2 separate regions of the Mus musculus genome follow, and region 2 is linked to region 1. The links are chromatin contacts, called in public Hi-C maps. All regions are on one chromosome and are shown on one strand. The core of a region is the stretch at or near the end of the contact, and the rest is flanking DNA. Distances in the headings are between cores, read along the strand shown.

Region 1 (7,514 bases), core at 2,759-5,258:
ATTCGACACATTGTGTTTTGTAATTATTACAACCTCGTGGATTAAATCTTATCCTATACACTTTACAAGCAAGAAAATGAGAGCACAGTAAGGCAGAGGACCTGGCCAACGTCATTCAAATCAGAATAGACAGCCAAGATTTCACCCAAGACTTCAGTGGTCGCTGCCGCCTGAACGCTGAGTCTGTCTCAGACACTGAACCTACTTTCATTCCTTTTTTAAATTTTGATGTTTTTTTTTAAAAAGTAGTCTAAATGATATAATGACAAAACCCTCAAATCTACAAAACACTGATTAAAAAACAATTTGAAAGGGGCTTCCAGCTGTTCAAATATCAACAATGTGGCTACCCAAAGAAATAATAACACTGCCAAGTTACAACCCATTGGATAAAGAGCAATTCCTGAGTCTACACGGATATGAATGAATGAGAAGAGAAAAAGCTGCTCCTCGAGGTGAAAAGCCAGCCAATAAATACAGAAAGAATAACACTGTTAGAGCGCCACCATATGGCCATCTCTGGAGCAATCATTGGCTCTGATAAGAAACCTCAATGGAAGCCAAACCTAACGGGTGCAATTGGAAAAAGATTTTTATAGACTCAACGTACCTACAAAGTATTTATTAATAACAAGAGGGGGAAAACAATTTTTATAGTGGAGAGACCAGGCAGGCACCCCAGTCTTAATTCAAGACGTCAAAGTTAACCTTCTGATAACAAGACAAACAGACATCGTGGGTCCTTAAGATGCAGTGCTATGAACGCAGAAGCAGCATCCGTGGCCCTTCATCCAAACAAGCATGCTGGACTCTAAACACACACTAGAAAATCCAGGGAGAAAAGCAAAGTCGAAGGGACAACGCTACAAGATTAAACACGTGGAGAACATGCAAAACGTCGAGCTGATGAAAACACGGAGGACTCGCCCCAAAACAGTTTGTACAAGAGGTGCCTCCGAGTGTGTTTGTGGTTGGGGAACTGAGAGGGTGTGAATGCGCTATCTGGGTGAAGTAGATGGCGCCTTTGCATCTATCTCTCTTACAAATCCTTTGTTAAGTTTGAACTTTGGCAAGTAGGAATATATCTTTGCGAAGTCCAGTCACTTTCTCTGGGAGCTTGTGGGTGGGGGTTGGGGACTGAACTGCCCAGAGTTTGTGATTAGTGATAGAAAAGGGCTTTAGCCATTTGGTTTGGATGGTGAACGAGGTGGTAAAAGAGCGGACGTTGATCAGATGATCAATAATCAGGAGTTTCCTTTTTCTTTTCAACCTGCTCATCTACGATTTGGGTTTTACGTCTCAAGATGAACGCATAGCCGTGTTTGAAACATTCCGGAAGCTGCTTTTGTGGTGTTTTCCTTGGGTAGCTTTGGGAATATGCGTGGGAATGGTTGTTCCTCGAGGTGAGATTTTTCAAACGTCAGGCTCTGCAGAGGTATTCACGGGATTCTTTCGGTGATCTAGTGTGTTTTAAATTCAAATGAAGGAATCTGTAGACATTGGTAAGTAGCTCCTTTATCCTGGTAGCTCCTGCTTCAAGTTAAGTGAAGATCAACATCTCCTGTAGGTCTTGGTGCCATTGTTCCTGAGGTCTGAGACCTCCGGCATCCAGGAAGCTGGCATCACTTCTTTAAGACACAGGGAGACACATGAGTGGGACCAGGAAGGAGGAACTTTACAGACAGTAAAGTCAGTGAAGCTGGACATTGCCAGCCTGAAGGTAACCAGGCTCCCAGAGCAAACGCCTGCTTTCGAAAAGGGGGGTGGGGCTGGGGGATGTCTCAAAAATAGGGAAGAATTTGGTGACTAGCATAAATGTAGGGATAAAAATCACCATCCTCAAAAAAGGTACAGGTGTTCTATACAGTCTACAGGTATCCAACACATTTCTTATTTGAATAGATGGCGTATGATGAGAAAATACAATGAGAATATGTAGACTATTTGAAAGCGTGATCACCACGAATAACTCATGGACATTGTGGAAGTTCCCAGACAGGGCTGGGTGCCACAGGTATCTGGGAATCCAGGGAAGAGTTTGTGTTTCTCTCTGTGCCTCTCTTATTTCTTTGCCCTTTGTCCCCCCTCTCCGACCCCCCCAGTCCTTCCTCTCATACCGCAGCATCTACAAAAGCACAGAATAGTTCCCCAATGTGGTAGAATATAAGCTCCATATTTTGTACAACTCTGGAAGTATTTTTGAGAATTGTAATGCATCTTAACAAGGCATCAACAGAGAAGACACACAACTACTCACACCAGGGATACGTGATATATATTTTTTAAATCCAAAGAACTTGAAGTTGGCCGGACTGGAGCAAAATTTCCCTACGGAGGTGCTAGAACCCATTCTCTGTCAACCTTTCCTTTTCTCTTCTCAATTATTTTCCTAGTCCTGCTGGAACGGTTCCTCTTGGCCCATCTCACTACCTGAAGGAAGTCTGACTGAGGTGTGGACAAGGCTACACAGGCTGCTTCATTGTGCACTATTTAACTTCTCTTGAATATCCTCAGATTCTGGTATCTGTCTTTTGTAACCTTCGGTTTTAGTTTAATGTGTGTGTGGTGGTGGGGCAGCTGGGAGACATATATTGGAAGTGACAGTGACTATTTTTAAAGAACAAAACAAAATTTTTGAAAATTGTACCTGATAATTAAGTCTCTCTGGGAGGCCATATGTTGATCCAGGTGTGGGGCGTTTGTTTATAAAGAAGTTTTTTTTTTGAAAGCTGGCTACACTTAGAGATAATCTCTGTAAGGTTGGTCTCACTCACCTACATTTAAGTTAAACCACTTGATTTCAATTAAATAAAGCCATGGTGTGTTCCATAGCAAGTATTCCCAGGTCTGAGGCGGCTGCAGTTACTTACTTCAGTTTAAGAAACATTATGGGGGGGGGGGGGGAGAGAGCTGACTCAGGATGTCAGCCCACTGCCTCCTCTTGCAGAGACCCAGATTCAATTCCCAGCACCCACACTGTGCACGCAACCACCCGTAACTCCAGATCCAGCGATTCTGATGCCCTCTTCTGGCCTCTGCAGGCATTTGATTCTTGGACTACACAGACACCCGTGCAGGAAAAACACCAACACACATAAAAAACAACTCTTCAAAACAAACAAACAAACAAGGAACCATTGTCAACCACTTCCAATTGGAAGGGGGGGAAAAAAAAAGAACTCATTTATAAAAGTCCAAACTATTTATAAAAGAACATTCAAGAACCTGTAGTTGATCGTATATGAGAAAGTGGTCAGGGTTTGGTATGGAAGGAGAGAAACGTCATATGTATCTGAGTTCATCATGTGTACTTTTGCATGTTAAATAGAAAGGAACTATCTCAGCAGGTAAAGTGTCAAGATTGGAAGCAAGAGGACCTGAGCTTTGGTAACCAGAACCCACTGCAAACCCTGTATGGCGGTGTCAGGAGGAAGAGAAGGAGGAGGGGGAAGAGGGGGAAGAGGAGAAGGGGAGGAGAAGGAAGAGGAGAAGGAGGAAGGAGAAAGAGGAGGAGGAGGAAGAAGACAGGGAAGGGGAGAGGAGGAGAAGGAGGAAGGAGGAGGAGGAGAGGGAGAAGAAGAAGAAGAAGAAGAAGAAGAAGAAGAAGAAGAAGAAGAAGAAGAAGAAGAAGAAGAAGAAGAAGAAGAAGAAGAAGAAGAAGAAGAAGAAGAAGGGGGGGGGGGAAGAGAAAAAAGAGGAAGAAAGTGAATTCTGCTTTAATACTTGAAAGTGCACCGTTAAATTTCCCTCTTCTATGTCTTGGTGGCTAGGGCATCCCTAGCAGTTTAAATATGGCTGATATTTACATCTCATCTGCTAATACTTTGTAGGGAATTAGTTTAAGCAATTAAAACCTTCCCCTTCCCCCTACCACCCATAAAACAGAGGGCTGTGAAAGAAGAAGCCAACTAGCTGCTTCTAGTCCAAACTGAAACTTGATGCAGTTTTAGTAATTGCTTCCTCAAGACCCTTTACTGCCATCTGTGGGGCATTTACAGGTATTACCGCCCAGACTCCCTGCTGACTTCAAGACAATAGAGAATTAGGGGGTTGTGGGGAGAAGGGACCGTGGCCTACAGGACTGTGAGAAATGCCTCCAAACAGACTTCTGGGTCCTTCCAAAGGCTGACACTGCTCCTGTCTGCACATCACTGATAAACGGCTGAGTCCTTCAGGTAGGTCTCTCCTGCTGTTGCCTTCCTGCAAACGCCTGTTGCATCCAGGTCTCGAGAAGGAATGTTGCTGTTGTATCTGGAGGTCCCTGCAGGCCACGGCAAAGATCCCTTCAGCAGTGTAGGACCCTCTCTGGGGGAAATGGTTTTTAAGGAGTGTGAATTCAACTTTCCATCACTTCTGGAGGCAGGGCCATAAATTCCAAAGGTCTCGGGCAGGCCTGGTGGAATGCAGCATTTCAGACAAGCTCCAACGATGGGAAACAGATTCAAGTAGGTGCCATCAAAGAAGGCAACTGGTCATTGGAGACGCAGCTGAGGTTGGGGTACTGGGGGTTCAGGGAGAGGAGAGGACAAGAGAGAAGCCCTGTGGGGCTCAGGCAGCCAGGAAGCCCCTCATCATAAAGACAGAAATAAGGTTTGGCTTCATTCTTTTCAGCCCACTGATTGCTTTATTTCAAATTATCCTAACTACTTAGCATGGTAAATTAAGTTGAAACCCCCACAAGTTTGAGGAGGATGTCATCTAATCTGATTAAAAGGAATATTCCTCGTCACAGGCTGGGAAGGAAATGAAAATTACTCAGAGTGCACCGCTATTTGCTAATTTGCATAGGCTTGCACATGCTATGCATCAGAAGAGCATATGCTCTTTACTTTTAATGAAATAATTTCCCCTCTCTAAAGACCGTTAGAGTCTCTGTCCTTCCTATCTGTCTTTCTTTCTTCCCATCTGTCTCTTTTTGAATGTTAAGATTATTTCATGGGAAGGGTACATAAAATATGCTAATAATCTCCCCGCTGCGGGCAGGGCTGGGAGGTCCTGCTGCTGCCTCGCTGAGCGTCCCAAAGGTCCCCCTTGCCAATCTCATATAATTAAAGGCTCCCTTTACAGCCCTTAGAAGGTTAGACTTGATTCATCTGAGGCTTCCATTGATGGGGCAGGCGGTTTAAACCCAATCCTTTGGCTCGACTTCCCAAATAACTTCTTCCTGACCCCAAGGAATAGCGCCTAAATCAAAATGAAAATGAAGGGGAGAAAAATCTCCATCAAGCTCATGCCAACCCCCATCAGCAAGGTCTGTGATGGTCCCCTTGTGGCTGCGCATGCGCTGTCACTACCTTTGAAAGGTGGCTGTTTTTTGTTTTTTTGTTTTTGTTTTTGTTTTGTTTTGTTTTGTTTTGTTTTTTTGCCTCCTCTGCTCTTTAAGGAAAAAACAAACAAACAAACAACAACAACAACCCTGGACAAACATTGGCCGCTGCTGAAGGGGTCGCTCTCATTTTATCAATGGAGGCAAGAAGGCCCAGAGAGATGAGATGATGGGTTAGCAGCCAGAGGCTGGGGAAAGATAGGAAGGTTGAAATGGAGCTATGTTTTGGAGTCTCTGTGGATATTCATTCACTTTTGGTAATATTTTAGCAGATCTCATGTCTAGTTGTAATGTAGCCAACAGAGGAATTCTAGTGAATTCCCCAACAAAATTACATTAGGATCAAATGTGATCGTTATAAACACTATCCAGATGTTGGGGATGGACTGCATATAGCTCTTTAAGCCCCAAATTACAGTATAATAAATGCAAGCATGGGGACCTGCCAATACATCTGAACTTCGTGTCGGAAACCAGGTCTGACCTTAATTTAACTCTATAAGGAACCATGAGTTTCCTCACTTGAGAGGTAAGGCTGCATCCGAAGAGCTCCAAGTCCTGTAGTGTCCCAGGCTTTACCGCTCCCTTGAAGTGGGATCGGATCCGGTTCTGGAGCCCAGCCAACTCGAATGCAAGCATTTTATTAACACATTTAGAAAGGAAACAGAATTGCAACTAGAAATAACTATCGAGGTTATAAAACAAACTCGTGAGATTGAAGGGCAGCGTTAAGGTTGCATGTGTGCTTTGTAAATCTCCGGGAATTAAGATACTACAATAAGCACACATGAAAATGTGTTGAACCTTAAACACAAGATGCCAACTAGAACAGGCATATGGAGAGAGGGTACTGAGAGAATAAAACTTCATACTCTGCCCCTGGAGAGTGTTCTTAAACATCAACAGTTGATATAAATTGATACATATGTGTTATAACTTATATCAGCAGTGAGCAGGCATAATTACGATCTCCATGGTTTTAAGGGAGATACTATTTCAAATATTCTAGTATCAAATATATTTTAAAAAGAGCAGGCAGGTTGCAAAGCTGGAAGCAATAGACTAGCCAATTTGTAAGGTCCTAAGCGAAAGCGCGGGTATGATCCTATTTTGTTGGCTGGTGTTGGAAGAGGCAGAGAATGGCATAAGGAGTGACAGATATGCACCGAGTTCTTTAAACATGTGCATTCTTTCTCTGGTTCTGATGTAAGATATACCGAATCACACAATGCCACCCTTTTTGAGGAAAATGAAAATTTACTGCCAAAGACGTCAAATATGCCACCTTTCAAACATCCAGAAGCTAAGCCATCAAATAGCAAAAGAGATGGCATACGAATGGCACCCGGTGTCTTTGAACACATTGTATCACCTACCTTCCACATGCAACCCCAATATGTAGCAGTTGAAATCAGCTACTCAAACATCTGAAGTCTATGGCACTGCAATAATTTACCAAGAATAATTTTTAAAGCACCCACAAGGATCTGAACCACACCCAGAGAGTCTGGGAACGCACGCTTTGTGTCTCGGGACCCCTGTTCCCTCCCACCGTTCATCACTCAGCAAATGACTTTGAAGCTGACGAGGGGTAGACATTGGGAGAATTTTGGGGCCCTCAGATTAGCCGACACAAGGCTTCTCAAGATACGCTTGGGGGAACAATCAAAGCACCCATCAACTGACAGAGGGACAAAGCAACCGTCGTGGACACACGCAGGGGAGTTTGGTGTTTGGTGTAACATTTGGTGTTGAGAAGCAATGATGTCCTTCCCTGCTACCAGTAGGAGGATGGATTTTTTGAAGCATGTGCTAAGTGAGAGAAGGCAGGCGCAGGCACACAGGACACTTACCCTCTGATAAGCAGATTCAGAGAGAGTAAGTAGGTGACAGGCAAGAGAAGGGGTGGGGAGTGAAGGGGGATGGAGTGTTAATGAGTTCAGTTTCTCTTTCAGAGGAAGAAAAGGCTGTGGAAATCCACAGCGGTGATGGCTCTATAACTGTGGTGGGTTGAATATGCTTGACTCAGGGAGTGGCACTATTTGGAGGTGTGGCTTTGTTGGAGTGGGTGTGGCCTTGTTGGAGTAGGTGAAACCTTGTTGGAGTAGGCGTGTCACTGTGGGTGTGGGCCTTAAGACCCTCATCCTAGCTGCCCGGAAGTCAGTATTCTTCTAGCAGCCTTTAGATG
Region 2 (7,092 bases), core at 2,426-4,925, 520 kb before region 1:
ATAACTCACATTTCAAAATACAGAAATCCTAACAACGCGGTAACACGGGTAGACCTGGGAACACTATGCTACGTGAAATACCCCAGTCACCAAAGATAAACAGTGCCAGCTCCCCTCACGCACAGCATCAAATGTGAACCCACAGAGAATAGGATGGATGTGACCAGGGAGCCAAGAGAATGGGTGGTTGGCTTTCAGTGAGTATAAAGCTTCAATTATGCCAAACACCTGAGTTCTAGACTCCTGAAATACAATGTAGAAATGATGCCTACAGCTAGGACCCATGTACTGTGTCTCTAAATACGTTTGACTAGATTTCATGTGTCATATTACCACAAAAAAAACAGAAAACAAGAAAACAAACAAACAAACAAACAAACAAACAAATGATGAAGGCCAGGAAGGAGCTTCTGGAAGTGACAAAAATATTTATCTTAAGTACGATGGTTTTATAGCTGTTCCTTCAACTCACCGAATTACATTCACGTAAGCGTGTATTTTTATATCACACCTTAATAAAGCATTTTTAAAGATACTTTTAAGAAGGTAAAATTTTTAGCTTTTTCTTTAAAATAGTTTAAAACTTTCATAATTATTAAGTAAAGATCAATGTTTTACTTTTTAAGAAGAGTTAATTTTATCTTCAATTATATGTATCTGTGTGCAGGGTGGGTGGGTGGGTTGGGGTGTGCATGTGTGTGCCTGAAGAGGCCAGTTGTCAGACGCCCTGAAGGTTCATTTCCAGGCAGTGTGAACCACCCACCCTACATGGATGTTGGGAACTAAATTCAGGCTCTCTAGAGGAGCAACGAGCACTCTTAACTGCAGAACCACCTCTCCAGCCCAATATTTTCACATTTTTAAGAAGTACTTTTGAGGGCTGGTGAAATGGCTCAGTGGGTCAAGGCACTGGCTACCAAATCTGACAATCTGAATTCACTCCATGGGACCCACAGGGTGAAAGGAGAGAACTGGCTCCTGCGACCCACCCCCTGACTGCCACAGGAGCACCATGGGACACACATATGTGCACACACATGGACACAGAACATAGAATAAACATTTTAAAAGGAAAAAATGCCCAGTTGTAGTGACATGCTCTTTTAACCCCAACCCACGGTGAGACCCAAGGGGGGAGGGGGGGGGAAAGAGAGACGGGGGGGGGGGGTTCTGAAAATTTTGAATATTTTAGGGGATTATATAAACATTTTAACAAGAATAATCTTGGTGATTTCTGGCATTTTAAGTTTACATAATTTATATTTTGATTAAAATATTTACATACATGAAACAGGCTTTCACTTAATAATTTGCTCTTCATATTATTCTCATGAAGTCAATGTGGATTTTACTTAAATGACAGCAAGCACTGACTACATGTAGTCAGCATGTGATAGATTATGGATGATACACATTTTCATTTTATGATTTGTTGGAACATCACTGGCTGCAAACAAAGCTACTAAGACCTGAAAAATACTAAAGCAGTTAGGGTGATTTTTTTCCCCCATTTTATTAGTTTTGTTATTTTGCTTTCAAATGAATAAAATTTCTACCTAAAAATTCTTTGTAATGAAAAACTATTTTCCAAATGAAAATAAACTTCTTAAATAGAAGAAAAAAAGTATTTTAAAAGGCTGTCAGCTTGACCTCACACAGAGACACAGACAGACATACAGACAGATAGACACAGACAGACACAGGCACACACACACACACACACACACACACACACACACACTATAACTGCCTTCCTTTTTGTTACTCATGCCTTGGGCTTGTGAAAGAACGAACAGTTCTGACCACAGCTTTCTTTCATGTGAAGGTCTATGACGTGAAGGAGGACTGTGGGGTCTACCAGATGTCTTACATCTTGGGAGAGTATTAGATCAAAAGTTTTGCATTGTAAGTCCATATTCACTTTTCTTTCCATAGGTGGTAGATCTCTTCCTTGTAAGAGACTGCTGTACCGCAAGGTTTCTTACCTTCTCTTTTGAGTTAGCAATCTAAGGGAATCAGCTTTGGTCTTAGTGTCATGTGCATGTCTGTATGTTAACAAATTGGCTCTCTCATGTTCGTCTCTGAATTATTCACAACAGCCAGGACACAAAGCAACCTAAGTGTCTACCAATAAATGAATAGATGAATATAATGTCCAATATGGTTGTACAGCAGCTTCCTCTGAAGTGAAACATTCCCTGCCTCCTGAAGAGGCTACTGAGACTCTGAAGGTAAAGTCACATGCCGAGGAAAAGTTGCTTGCAATACTTTTGGAGACCCTGCACCGTCTTCATAGAAGGAGTATGTACTGGGAAGGAAAGGAGACTTGGAATGGCCAAACTGCTGAGTCTTTGGCCTTTAAAGCTGCCTACAGATAGCTATGAGACCACTCAGTGAGCTGCCATCCATGATGGGGTGCACTTTTCTGTGATGTGCCTGCCTTTGAGTCAACCCTGCTCCTGTGAGTAACCCCTCGCCCATCCTCCTGTTAGCAGCCCCGATAAAGACTAACCGACAGAGCTAGTCAGACTCTTGTGCAGTGTGCTCTGGTCTTCGAGATATAAGCTCTTAGAGTGAAAATAAAATCCTAGTATTGATCATAGTCTGGCTTGCCTAATGTGATGGCCATGACTCACACAACCGCCATACCTCACGTGAAGTCCGGCTCCATCTCAGCCAATGTGGAGCAGTGGTGGAGCACAGTGGCAGATTGACAGCTGCCAATAACGGCAGCTCGTCTCAGTACCACACAATACCACCATCCTTTTCACTCTGAGAACAAACCAACTAGACCGAAGGCCAGTGAAGTGGAAAAGACAGATACGACTCTTATCTGGGAAACCCGTGGGAACAGTAAGAGCGGGGCTTCCCGATCCTGTATTTGTTTTATGGTGTTTAGAGGAAAGTGGGAATTTCCATCCTGCTGAACCTACAGAGTTATCCTGAAATAACATTCTTTGCTCGTTGTAAGGAGATGATGGTACTTAAGTTTGTCTGATTCTGTTTTTTTTTTCACGAAGAGATTTAAAACCTTGGAGAAGAGTGAAGGGCGGATCTACTCAAAGGATTCTGGCAGAGGGCCTGAGAGATGCCTCAGCAGTTCAGAGAACTTGCTGTTCCCCCGGAGGTTCTGAGTTCTGTGCGACCACTCCTAACTCCAGCTCCAAGAGATATGCGCCCCCTCCTGACCTCTGCAGGTAACAGCACATACACACAGACACACACACACACAGACACACACACACACACACACACACACACACACACACACACACACACACAGCAGGCACGAGTGCACCTATCCTGTAAGCCATCATAATGGATTACCTCTGTAATATACGTTCTATTGGATCTGTTCCTCTAGAGAACCCTGAGTGATATGCCCCTCGAATGCCCCTCAAAGTCTCAGGTTTTGAGTCTGGCAGTTTTGTTGAGAAGTAGATGGATAAGAAGGATACCAACCACACCAACAGACCATTCTACTGATGACTTCATCATTGAGTGTGTTTTTGGGAGGTATGACCTAACTGGAAGTGGCGGGTTGGGAGGGTACCTTTGAATGGCTTACCTTGCCCGAATTCACATGCTGTTACCCAGCTGCAGTGAGATCAGAAGCCCTGCTCCACCCCGACTGCTTTCCTCCACATTGTTCTCTATTGTTTTTCCAGCAGCTGTGACCAAATGCGAGAGAAGGAGGTTTTCTTTTGGATCATGGTTTGCGAGTATAGTTTGTCACAATCATGAAAGCATCGCGATGGGAGTGGCTATCAGGCATGGCAGTGGGAGTGGCTATCAGGCATAGCAGTGGGCGTGGCTCACAGGCATGGTAGTGGGAGTGGCTAGCAGGCGTGGCAGCAGAAGCATGAGGCTGCTGATTCACATCTCAGCGGACCAGGAAAAGGAGAGGAGGGAATGACGGAGCTCAGAGGCTTTCTCCTCTCCCGTTTTTTTTATCCAGCCAAGTCCTCTTTTTATCCAGCCAAGTCCGCAGTGCATGGGAAGGTCTCTACTATGTTCAGGAAAGGTCTTACCCTCTTAGTCATTCCTCTCTAGAAAAAGGCTCACAGATAAGTTCAGAGGTAAGGTGTGACTCACTAATGCCTTGGTGGTTTCTTAATCCAATAAAGTTGTTGATCAGAGTTAGACCATCACATAGTCTGCATCACTATAATTCACAGACAAGGGAACCAGGTGACCATAGGACTGAAATAACTAAACTATGAGCTCAAAGGAAACTGTTCTTTAAAGTTTTTCTCCGATAGTCTTTGAGTTTTTGTAGTACCTACAACTAATGTACAGCTATCAATGTATAGATATGTTTCTCCTGTGAGCTGATACTCTTATCCTGTTCGCTATTATAGGATGGAGCTGGAGCCTTCAGCAGATGCTGAGGGAAGGTTTGAGGCTGATCCTGGGTGCAGAATTGTGCCCAGTTCTTCCCACCTGATTGTTCATCTACTGCAAACTGGGGCTCGTTTTTCCCTTTGGAAAAATAATCACATTTTGCTGCATTGGAAAGCATGGCTAAGATTGATTCCTGCAGTAATTTAACAGAACCTGAAGCTTTATAGACCTTCTGTCTACAGGACTTCTGACTACACAGAACGTGTCTTTAGGATGTGCCCTTCTTTTCCCTGTTCTGATAGAACTGACTGTGCAAACTAAGGCAGCTTTCAGATGCTATTCCACTCACTGGCAGTGCCATTTGTGCCTCTGAACAGCAACAGGCTGAGGTCTTCCAAAAAACTAGGGAAGAGTGGTAGATCCAGAGGTCTGAGCCTCTCGATTCCTGGGGTGGACACGTTAGGGTGTCTATTGTGAAAGACCGGGGGGAGTGAAGATATGCTCAGGAGATCCCATGGGCTTTGAAGACCTTTGGCATGGCTCTCCATTCATAAAAAGCTGCTTCATTCAGAGCTGTGGCTTCAGAAGTCTGGATGCAGTCAGTTCCTGGCTGGCTGGGAACAAGGAGTTAACTTGAGGCTGGTTCTTCCTGCATGGGTCCAGCCAGCAGCTGTTCATCATAAGCAGGGTCCTTTCATCCTGACAGCTTTCTTTCCACTCAGGGGGAGTTGCCCTGGGAGTACTTGACACAGGAAAGCAGGAAAGACAGAGAGAGAGAGAGAGGGGAAGGGTCTTGTTTGTTTCCTGGGTGGATCACCCCCTTCTTGGCAGGCCTCCAAGAAACGAGTCTTTTCCTGTCCTAAAACATCAGGGAAATAAATCTCTCTTGTAGAGAACAGATCCGGGAGAGGCCCCAGGGCGGCCATGTGACATCCGTCAGGTCTAGCAGCTTGACTGCCAGAGTGGCCAGTGTGTGGCCTGGGCAGCTATAGCACTCTGCCAAAGACAAAAGTGTGTGTGTGTGTGTGTGTGTGTGTGTGTGTGTGTGTGTGTGTGTGTGTGCGTGTGCTGTCAGCCAGAGAGATATAGGTATCCTGAGGATGGTCTACAGCAGAAGGAAATCTGAGAGAAACAGTGAGTAACAGATAGTGGCCTATTTGCGGATGTCACTCAGTGAAGCAGAACTATCCTACGTCAGCTGGAGGGGCCTCAGAAAGCAAACCAGTGAGAAACAGCTGGGCATTAAGACAAGAAAGGCAGAGCCGTACAGGCAGGGTGCAGAGGGGAGTGAGATCTACACACCAGGCCGGTGTGGTTCCGTGGCCCCCAGTGGACTTGACCTCGTTCTCCTCCTCGATCCTGACTTCTGTTTGCGGAATTTGGTTAATTTGAACAAAGCAATCTACCTGTGCAGCTCCAGTCACGTATTTCAATCTTGTCTGTCACAGAGATAAGTATGGGAGGCTGGGGATGTCCCAGCTTGACAGAGAAACAACTGGACCTTCTAGGACTCGAAACAAACATTTCCCTTGAACGGGAAGCTAAGCGTGTCTCTGTTGGGACTGAAAAAGAAGACAGATTTAGACAGGATGGCTTGGACGTTCACTGTTTCATTCCTTTCTACATCTGTGACAAGAGTCCATCTCTCAACACCAAGGACCATGCTTACTGAGATAGGGGTGTTGTGTTTAGAATCGTGGCTCATCTGGACAGTTCACACCAGGCCAGCACAGTTCCAAGGGAGAGAGGTTTATTGTGGAGAAAACGACAAAATGGGGACAACGAATAAGGAAAGAGAAAAGATAGGGGGGGGGGGCTCTGTCTTTTCACACACTGATGCACACTGCTGTGCAATTCTGACGCAGATGAGGGCGGGCAGGTGAACTATAATGGTTGCCATAGCAACAGATGCACGCGTCCACGTCGCCTATGGATGACGTCATCATTGGATTTGGAAGCTCGCTACTTGGGCCAACGGTGGTGGTGGTGGTGGTGGTAGGGGCTGTCTCATGTGAAGTAAAATCATCTTATCTATCTCTCCTCAAAGGGTTCCATTAAGTCCAATTGACACTAAATGAGTACGGAGACATGGGGGAAATAATTTTGAATGTCTCTAATATTTGTTGATGGGTAGGCGACATCATCGTGACAATAGGTAGAGTATATAAACTCATAGTGACAATATACTGACTGCATAAAAGCTAACAAATAGAAATAAGTAAGTCCTTGTATTGGTCTGTTTTTTTTCATTACTTCAACAATATAATTAAGGCAAGCTAGCTTATTTAGTTCACCATTTTGGAAGTTAAAACTCTAAACAACATGGTCAGCTGAGGGACCCCCAACATGTAATGAATTGATGAATATTCATGGTAGGAGCATGTGTGGTAAGATTGGGCCCTACCACGTTCTCAGAAGCTATGGCTTCAGTCGATCTAAAGATCTTCCTCTAGACCATATCTTTGTAGCCCAGATTGGAAAAGTTAAAACAGTTAGTTCTCTTATGGTCTGGGCTCTACCAATCACGCTGCTGACCATGTCAGGAAAACAGGCTAGTCTCTTCCCTAGAACACCCTTTTCTGTCTCTGAAGTTCCTTATTTCCTCGACTGTACCCTCCCCGCTGCTGTTCACGGTCTCTTAAGTGCAAGTTGAGACTGTGAAGGGGAGCCTTACCTACAGTTCCTCTGACTGAGAAATTCTGCTTTTGACCTTTCCATGACTGTGTGTGCATAGTGTACAGCGCCTGA

Evidence for each region. Hi-C and Micro-C count contacts between places; a contact is called where the count stands out from the background.
Region 2: a contact with region 1 is called in a Hi-C map of bone marrow-derived macrophages, with 13 read pairs. The contact joins the promoter of 4921513I03Rik here to the enhancer-like site in region 1. A contact is called at or near these places in 14 of 39 promoter capture datasets (the 3T3-L1 cell line, the HPC-7 cell line, the SN4741 cell line and 9 more), 2 of 484 Hi-C or Micro-C datasets (the C2C12 cell line and bone marrow-derived macrophages), 4 of 115 datasets of contacts at active chromatin or transcription factors (bone marrow-derived macrophages, embryonic stem cells, extraembryonic endoderm stem cells and 1 more) and 1 of 9 other capture datasets (embryonic stem cells).

What each region holds. Positions count from the first base shown.
Region 1 is chr10:120,244,080-120,251,593 of GRCm38.p6, reverse strand. No RefSeq gene overlaps it. Among named protein-coding and RNA genes, the nearest start is that of Llph, 21 kb to the right of the region's middle. Within about 2 kb of position 4,008, at least 39 of the 459 cell types and tissues checked have an H3K27ac peak or open chromatin away from gene starts, as enhancers often do. A contact at or near this core is called in the HPC-7 cell line and bone marrow-derived macrophages, where this site is marked.
Region 2 is chr10:120,762,315-120,769,406 of GRCm38.p6, reverse strand. 4921513I03Rik (RIKEN cDNA 4921513I03 gene) reads right to left here and starts at 3,675. Exons shown (of 3, transcript NR_038000.1): 1 at 3,569-3,675.